Regions from separate parts of the Mus musculus genome. Here all the other regions are linked to region 1. Evidence: chromatin contacts called from public promoter capture Hi-C data. All regions are on one chromosome and are shown on one strand. The core of a region is the stretch at or near the end of the contact, and the rest is flanking DNA. Distances in the headings are between cores, read along the strand shown.

Region 1 (2,895 bases), core at 172-2,671:
CCCTAAAACTGGCTCAAAGCCCTCTCGGTTCAAAGCTACCATGGTCTGTATGCTTTTGTCTAAGCCCAGGTATGGACCCCGGGGCTACCTCAAGCAAGCAGGAAGCTGGTTTGCCAGATAGTACCAGTGCCCAGAGTGAGCTAAAAACCACTTTGGCTGGTTAAGAGGTCTGAAACCAATGTCCTCTCTGGGCCCTGACCCCAGGTTGCCCATATGCCACCACATGATCCGAATCTTGGGCCGTTTTTAGATTGGTTGTCACTCTGTTCTGCCTCTATACACATCAGTAAGAGGGGGAGGATGAGGGGAAACTGTGACCAATGGAGGAATACCCGTTCTCTGGCTGTGGGGAGCGCTCACAGATCTCCTCAGTCACAGATGCCCTACTTCTGAGTTCCATGTGATGGAGACTGGGTCAGGGGTGCCTTACAATCCCTGTCTTTCAGGTGGTGACCTTATTTTTAGTACCAATTTGCAAGAGGTGAAACCAATATTTTGAGCATGCCCAGACACCTGCTGGGGTTAGCCAGCTGAGCGGTGAGGGGCTGCACCCTAAGCCTTTGCTTCTAACATTGAGAATCTACTAAGCAGCTGGGTAGAGAGGTACAGCCAGGCTTCTAATCCTTTTGCTCCAAAGTATCCCAACAGCCCAGAGCATCTCAGAGCGTCTTATGTCAAGGGAATGTCTGGTGGGGAGGCCCTTCCCATGCAGGCTTCCAGAAGGCCTGGCCCTATACAATGGTGTTCCAGGAGGCAAAGAACCTTCTGCAGAACCTCGAGATCCCAGCATCCTCCTCTTCCCGCACTGTCCCCATGGCTTGCGGGAACAGGCCTCCACATCTGGTAGGTAGAGGATTCTCAGGCTCTGAAGAACTAAGCTTCTCCAACTGCTGCCAGATTGAATGGGGCTGCAGCCCTCAGATCCCACCGGGCAAAGCCAGGCGCGCGGCCCCACCTGTCAGCCAGGACAGGGTCCACTAGGGAAGACTGGGGAGAAAGCCTGAGGATGCCTGAGCTCCTTTTATTTGGGATTTGGGAGGAGATTTGGTTCCCAGGTTGGGGGAGGGGAATGAAAGATGTCAGGGGCAAGCTGGGGACACCGCGCCGTGGAAAACAGAGTGCGAGGGCTTGCCAGGGCTGCACGAGGGGTGGGGGTAGGGCTCGAACCCCGAGGAAGGCCGCGGTCCCCTAGGGCCTGCCGAGGCGTGCACAGTGCACCAGGGTCGCATTTGCACGTAACGGGGGGTGGGGGGTGGTCGTCGCCGGCTGCAGAGGGCCTCGGGCCCGGGGCCTCACTCACCTCCTGAAGTCAAAGGGCATCGTGCCGCCGAGCCGGTGGGAGCGTTGCAGGCCAGGCGGGCCGCAGCGCCGCGTGGGTCCGAGCCCGCTGCCAACGCCTCCTCGGCCGCCCCGCCCCCGCCAGCCTGCCCGACACTCGCCACTCGCCTCCCGCCGCCGGGAAGTGACGCTCCACGCAGCCCATTGGGCGCCGCCACATCCACCGGCCGCCCCTTCCGCCGCCCCATTAAAGGGGCCCGAGGGCCCGCTGAATGGGAAGGCCCGAGAGTGGGATGCTACCCAAGCCCAGGTCTCCAAGACTCCCGCTTTGGTTCTTTTTGGCCTCTGATCTTTTTTCCTAGCGTAAGTGGGGCCTCAGGACAAATCGCTCTGCCTCAGGCAGTGGGTTTTGTGCTTGTAAAACAAAGCCATTGCGTTGTGAAGATCAGAGAAAAATGCTACAAATTGCGGGTCCATGCTTGGTGCTAGTTCTGGGTGAAGGTTAAAACTGGGGGATGGGCAACGCAGTCCTAGATTGAGAAAGTCCACCCACCTCCCACCCATCCCTTGCTTCTTAGGAAAAGCCATCTGGCTCCCGAGATCCACCACCACCCCTTTCTCTATCTGTATAACTGTTAATCCCACTTTTCAACTTTTCATAGGTATCAAAGGAGGTAGTTGGGGCCCTGCTTTAGTGAACAGCCTGGCATCTAGTGACAGCTTCTCCACCTGTTAGAGTTGGGCTTAGCTAGCCACTTCTATCATCTTTCTTCGGGATTGATGCCAACCAGTACTCGTTGAGCATCTACCAACCTGAAGTCAGGAACTTGCAGGGTTATCCAGAGGCTCTGAGTTTGCACGGTTAGAAATGGTAACATACCGCTGATTGCCCCTAGGAGCCTCCATTCTCAGAAACACAGAAGTACAGAGGAAAACCTCCCTCAACTTGCTGGGCTAGAGGAGGAGGCAGCTGAACTCTAAACTTTTTGTGATTGGCTGGTCTTAGTTGTCAATCTGACATACCTGGAAGAGATTGAAGAAATGGCTCCACTACATTAGCCTAAGGGCTTGTATGTGTGTAAAGTTTTCTTAGTTCCTAAGTAATGATGTAGGAAGGCCCAGCCCTCTATGGGTAGCAACATTCCTAGGATGGGATCCTGGGATCAGAAAGCTACTGCATATGAGCAGTGGAGCCCATTAGCAGCCTTCCATCCTCCACAGGTCTCTGCTTCAGTTTCTGCTTCATGGTTCTTTTTTTTTTTTTTTTTTTTTTTTTTTTTTTTTTTTTTTTTTTTTTGTTTGGTTTTTTTGAGACAGGGTTTCTCTGTATAGCTCTGGTTGTCCTGGAACTCACTTTGTAGACCAGGCTGGCCTCGAACTCAGAAATCCACCTCCCTCTGCTGGGATTAAAGGCGTGCGCCACCACGCCCGGCCCTGCTTCATGGTTCTTACCTTGAGTACCTACTTACCCAGACTTCACTCCCTGAAGGGCGTGTGGATGTATGAGCCAGATAAACCCTTTGCTCCCAGAGCTGCTTTGGTGGGAGTTTATCACAGCAGAGAAAAAGCAAACTAGGACACCCATGTAGGGGAAATCTGACTTCTGAACTTCCCTGG
Region 2 (2,895 bases), core at 210-2,709, 1.6 Mb before region 1:
TGTGAGGCAGAAGGGTCCTGAATGTTCTGCACCTGTTACCTCAGGCTTTAAATGCTTTGCCAAAAGTTCCCCAGCTGAAGGGCCAAGCTCATGATGTCAACTCAGTGGGAAGCTCTGTGCTGCACGGCTTTACAAACTGATAGAGTCCAATTGAGGGGGCAGAGTGTAGACAATCACAGGAATGAAGAAATACTGTTCGGTAAAGCCAGTAGACCCAGGTTGGGAGTGGGGGTGGGAGGGTGAGGTTACAAGGACTACATTTCTGAGGCAGCGTAGAAAAAAGTTCGCTATTTTTGTCTTGACTAAGAATTGCAGAATTTTAATAGAAAGAAACATTGGGGAATCACCAAACTCAATCTCATCACAGTTCTGATCAGAAACTCAAGTCCACCGTAAGGAAAGGACCTCCACCAAGGTTTCCAAAGCTCAACATGATAGAATTTGAACTTGAACCACACACTCAATCTAGAATCCTTTCCTGCCTCAAATGATACTTCATTTCCATTTACTCTTGATCACCACAACGGTGGCATGGCAGTGGGCATAAGTTATGTATGTGCTGATTGACACTGGAGGCTGGGGGCGGGGGGGGGGGTTAAAGAGGGATGTCAGGAGGGTGAGATGATCATGGTGTTACGGGGCGAAGATCACGAGTTATGTGGATGAGTGGGTGGGAAACAGCCCGAGTCTGGTTTGCAGAAGCCAGGAGAGGACTAAGGGGTGCCCACAGAGGGTAGTCTAGGGGGTCACTAGGGACTACGGGCCTCTTGGAAGCCATGTAATGATTGTATCAGCACTGAGACTGGAGGGTCCAGAAGCAGGGCTGGGGTTAGCACTCAATGAATTGGGGGTCGCCTTGTGAGGTCTGGGGGTCAGGAGTGTGTGTATGGGGTCAAGGAGGAGGAGGAGGGCGGGGTTTGGGAGTCCTGGGGGAGGAGTCTCAGGGCGGGATGGAGGGGCAGGGACCCTGGGTGGGGGTGGGGCCAGGCCGCCGTCCAGGGAGGCCCAGCCGCCAGGCCAGGGACCGAGGAGGGTGGGCACGACGGGCTCCGGACCTTCCCGGGGCCCCGCGTTCGCCCAGCCTCCCGCCTCGGGGCACGGTGGACCCACTCTTCCCGCGGCCACCAACCTGACAGCCCCCGAGGGCGACTCCGCCGACAGACCACCATGCACCGGGCCCTGCCACCAGCGCCGGCCCCGCAACCCGCCTGCGCCATAGCCCGCCCGCGCGCGGCTTGCCTCGCGCGATATCCAGGTTCCAGGGCGGCCGCACTTCCCTCTCGCTCCCGGCGCGGCCTCCGCCGGGCCCCGGAACCCGGATGACCAGCGCGGGGCCACGCTCCAGCCCGCCCCCCTCCGCCGCGGCGGCCGGCCTGCTTATCCCGGTTCCCGGGCCCCGGAGCCCAGGCCGCCGAGTCTCCTCAGGCGAGCCTCGGAGCTCCGCCTCGCTCTTCTCTCCGCTGGCCGCCGGGTGACGCGGCCTCGCCAGCCCGGGCGCCCGGGGAGGGCGTGATGACGTCACGACGCCGGGTGGAAGCCGCGGTCGCCATAGCAACGGGGGAAAAAATCGAGCGGCGGTGGGCTGCTCGGGAGGAAGCCATTGCAGGTATCTCTAGGTGGTTCCTGCAGAGGACGGTGACCAGACGCCTGGAGGGGATGGGACTCCGAGGGACAGTCCTCCCAGCGCCCTGTGCAACGGCGCCCCAAGGGATGGCGTCCCGACAGTCATCTCTGCTGGATGGTCCTCCCCCTGGGACTTCACCCTAAGGGACGCTTCTCTCCCGCTCTGTCAGAAGGTGAACTGGGGCTCAGCACCCTGAGGGACTTAGGGACGGTCCTCCCTGTGGACAGTCTCCGTGAGAGATGGTCCTTCTGCATGGACTGCACCCCGAGGGACAATCCTTCCTGCACTTTGTGGGAAGATGCCCGAGGGGTGGGGGTGGGGGGACAGCATTATGAAGGATGGAGCCCTGACAGTCCTTCCTGCGGGACAATTCTCCCTGCAGTACTGGCTTTTCCCATATGCCCTGGGGAACGTGAGTGTTTATGAGGGATGGTGCACCCATCCTGTCCCCTGAGGAAGGGCCCTGACGTTCCCCTCTGCTCGACTCATCTTCCTGAGGGATGATTCTCTCTGAAGGAAGGTTCCCTGACAACACTTGCTTCCTTCTACTGCCTTCCCTGAGAAATGACACTCTGATGGTCGACCCCTGAGGGACAACGCCCCGAGAGTCTTCTCAGGTTCTTGGGCGTTCATTCATTCCTCCATCAGCTCCCCAAAACCAACAGGTCCCCTTGATAGGGTAGCAGTGTGAGGAACAAAACCAAGTGCCCCCTTTCTTCTCTGTTTTTCCATAGTTTTGTCCTTTTTTTGGACTCAAACTGTGGATCCCAAGGTGGCCTTGAACTTGTGATCCTCCTGCCTCATCTTTACACCTGACACCTAACTTTAAAAGTTCTTTTTATTATCTCTCTTCCAAGCAGGGAGGAATTGTGGTTCAGGATATTTTCAGAAATTGAGAGAAAATAAGCTTCCAATTAAAAATAAGAAGATGAAGGGGGAGGAGCCTTGGCACGGGCATGTTAACCCCGAGGTCCCAGTGTGGTACTGGAATTTCCACCTGGTGCCCTAGTATATACCCAGTTAGAGCCAGCTCTGCCATCCTAGCACGACACACATGGGATCTTTCCAGGGTTTTATAGCACGGATTATTGGTTAGAAATACAGCAAGAAAGCCAGACACGGTGGTGTACAACTGTAATCCCCTGCACTGGGGAGGTGAAACCAGGAGGGTCAAGAGTTCACCATCAGGGCTGGCAAGAGTTTGATCCTTGGAACCCATATGGTGGGAAAAGAGAACCTGTTTCCCCCAGTTGTCCTCTGAACTCCAAAGA
Region 3 (2,895 bases), core at 101-2,600, 1.3 Mb before region 1:
CATCCGTAAACATATTTTGTCAATCTTTAATCAGGTTGAACTGTTGAGCAAACTATCAGCAATAACTGCATTTGCTCAAGGTTCTGCTCTGAAATTTGGATATGATAACAATCACCAGGCGATTTTGAGCCTCCTCCCAGGCCCACTGACTTCAGTTGAGTCTCTTTTCAGAAGTAGTTGTGACAGTAGTTATCCCAGCAAGTAGGGGTAGGAGGATGAGATCAAAGGCAACTCCAGGAAGAAAGCCCGCCTCTGCCTCTTGAGTGCTGGGGTGGTTTATTTTTTAAAGGCAGGGTCTAGAGTATCTCTGGCTGGCATCAAACACACAGAAATTTGCCTGCCTCCCCAGTGCCGCCACCCTTGGCTGTCAGCCAGGCCTTATATGCAAGAGCGAAGTATCTCTGCTCTCAGGAACCCAGGTCTTCATACCTTCGGGGAAACAGCTTAAGCCAAGTCCCCAGTTGCCCAGTTTCTTACCCACCCCCATCCCTGTACCTAGTCATATCTAACAGGTGACACTGAGAAAATACTTGGTGACAGAACGGGCAGATGAGTCTCTCCACAGCTGAGCTTCTTAATCCTTCAGCTTCAAATGGAGCCTCACATTAGTAGATACACTGGATACTGTCTACAGTCATTTTTTTGGTCGTGGATTTTAGAGACAGAACAAGATTTGCTAAATTCTAGGGTATTGACCTTTCTTTGCAGAGGATCGGTTCCTCTGACCTGTAACTGGTGCTTGCATTAGGCTGCCTTTATTTTCTGGAAACGTAATGCTAAGGTTGCATAGTAACATAGGCAGTCATGAGAAACTCAGGTCAGAATCCAGAGACTAAGCGTGCACCGCCGCGACCTTGGGAAAATGTCTGTTTGAATACTAAGTCCCCTGAGAGCGGAGCAGCAAGAGTCCGCTCTGTGCTGCCCTTTGCCCTTTGCCCCAGTCCCAGCCTCTGTTCCTGTGGCGACTTCGGGTTCCCAGCCTGAGCATGGGTGGGGTCGCTCGTCTCCGAAGCACCTCTCAGACTCGTGACTCCTCCCACGCAGTGTGGGGACTCAGGCGAGGACAGAGACCCGCCCAGTATCCGCTCTTTCCGGCTTCCCGTTTCCTGCCCCCTCCGCTCTGTCGCGGTGAGGTCACGCGAGAGACGTCACCGAGTTATGACGTCACTGAAGGCGGGCTTTCGGGAGAGGAAGGGGCGGGGTCCGAGCGGCCCCGCGCGTGCGCGTTGGGCGCGGCCCGGGAGGAGGCGGAGGCGGCGGTGCTGCGAACCGCGGCGGCAGCAGCGGCGGCGGCGGAGGCGGGCGCTGGGGGGGGTGGGAGGGGGGGGAGCGCGAGCCCCAGAGCCAGCGAGAGAGGAGCGAGCGGTGCGGTGCGGCGCGGCTCGGCGCGGCGCGCGCAGCCCATGAGGCGGTGAGAGGCCTGGGGCCTGTCTCGGAGCAGTGCGCGCGGCGCCGGCCAGCAGCGGGCCGCCCTTCGTGGGCTCGGGCCCGGGCGCGGCGGCCGCCCGTGGAGAAGCAGGTCGGGGCGGTGGAAGCTGTGCGTCCGGGCCCCCCGCCATGGAGGGCATGGACGTGGACTTGGATCCGGAGCTCATGCAGAAGTTCAGCTGCCTGGGCACCACAGACAAGGACGTGCTCATCTCCGAGTTCCAGCGGCTACTCGGCTTCCAGCTCAACCCGGCCGGCTGCGCCTTCTTCCTGGACATGACCAACTGGTGAGTCCGCCCCACGCGGAGCCAATCCTGCTGGCAGCGGCCTCGCGGCCCCGAGGGCAAAAACACCGGAGCCCGCTCGTGGAGTACTCCCGGGCAGGGCAGGGCCCAGGCCGGGAGGTGGCAGGGAGTCAGAGCCCGAAGAACATGGGAAGAGGGGAGAAGTGGTGAGGTGGAAGCCAGGGGAGTCGATCTGGGGCGAAAAGCGTGTGTTCTGGGAGTAGAAAGCACAGGAAACGAGAGTTGCGAAGTGTTTTCCTTTTAAATAGGTGCGAAGTGTAGGAGCTGAGGATGACAGAACGGTGTGGAAACTCGAGGGAGTGTGTTAGGTGCTGAGGTCGAACTCTGGGCGCGGGAGAGGTCTCGGAGCTGAGAATAGATCTTGTGTCTCTTTGAGGAGATAAGGGCGAAAACGACTTTTGCGGCGGAGGGAACACAAATTATAATCAACTGAGTATGGTGAGAAAGGAAGAGTTGTGCCAGGGAGAAGTGACATCTAATGGAGGCGCCGGAGCGCCAGGCCTGCGACGAGGACTGGGAAAAGTCTTCAGAAAGTGGAGGGAAGCTGATCTTGGAGGCAGGAACTTTGTGAAGACACTGGCGTGCTGGGCAGAGGCTTGGCCTTGGGAACTTTGACGAGCTTACTGATTGGATGGGCTTAGTTGACAGAAAACTGAGAAATGTATAGGTTGGGGGCCAGGGGTTCTGGCTTGTAGTTGGGTTGTACAGGCTGAAGTGGAGCTGTCTCCAGGCACCGACGTGTGTCTTGGTTCTTAGAGCAGCACTTGCTGTTTTTGATAAGCAAGAATACTTTCTCTTGGTCTCCAAGTAGGGATTGTTAAGTTCACTCGGGAATTTAACCATTAGACTGGAGACCATTAGACGGCCTTTGAAAGGCTCTCAGGTGAAGCAACTAATCGGGATTTGAGCAAAAAGCAAGGGGGTGCATGCCCTTTGCCCCGTGTTGAGCGTTCAGTGCCCTGACGTGTGGAATCTTGTTTCTCTTGGCATCCCTTGAACAAACTCCCATTATTTCCATGTCCACCCAGTGCCTCGAGCAATGTCTGAAAAGAGGTTGTAAGCTTAGATTTTTATCCTACTCCTGCCTAGTGCTCCCCCACCCCACTCCAAAGATGCTTATCTGTGATGAGAACCAGAGGTGAAGTGTTTTCACTATTGGTCT

Evidence for each region. Promoter capture Hi-C pulls out the DNA fragments that hold promoters and counts their contacts.
Region 2: a contact with region 1 is called in a promoter capture Hi-C map of liver, with 2.0 times the contacts expected there. The contact joins the promoter of Zfp523 here to the promoter of Ergic1 in region 1. A contact is called at or near these places in 2 of 39 promoter capture datasets (liver and pre-B cells).
Region 3: a promoter capture Hi-C map of pre-B cells shows a contact between it and region 1, with 4 times the contacts expected there. The contact joins the promoter of Ilrun here to the promoter of Ergic1 in region 1. A contact is called at or near these places in 2 of 39 promoter capture datasets (liver and pre-B cells).

Annotation. Positions count from the first base shown.
Region 1 is chr17:26,560,038-26,562,932 of GRCm38.p6, reverse strand. Ergic1 (endoplasmic reticulum-golgi intermediate compartment (ERGIC) 1) reads right to left here and starts at 1,421. Exons shown (of 10, transcript NM_026170.3): 1 at 1,301-1,421. The coding sequence starts at 1,320. 1700049J03Rik (a long non-coding RNA gene) reads left to right here. Exons shown (of 4, transcript XR_001782188.2): 1 at 1-843.
Region 2 is chr17:28,175,760-28,178,654 of GRCm38.p6, reverse strand. It overlaps Zfp523 (zinc finger protein 523), which reads right to left and starts at 1,459. Exons shown (of 14, transcript NM_001357995.1): 1 at 1,130-1,459.
Region 3 is chr17:27,818,997-27,821,891 of GRCm38.p6, reverse strand. It overlaps Ilrun (inflammation and lipid regulator with UBA-like and NBR1-like domains), which reads left to right and starts at 1,350. Exons shown (of 5, transcript NM_001033279.3): 1 at 1,350-1,715. The coding sequence starts at 1,558.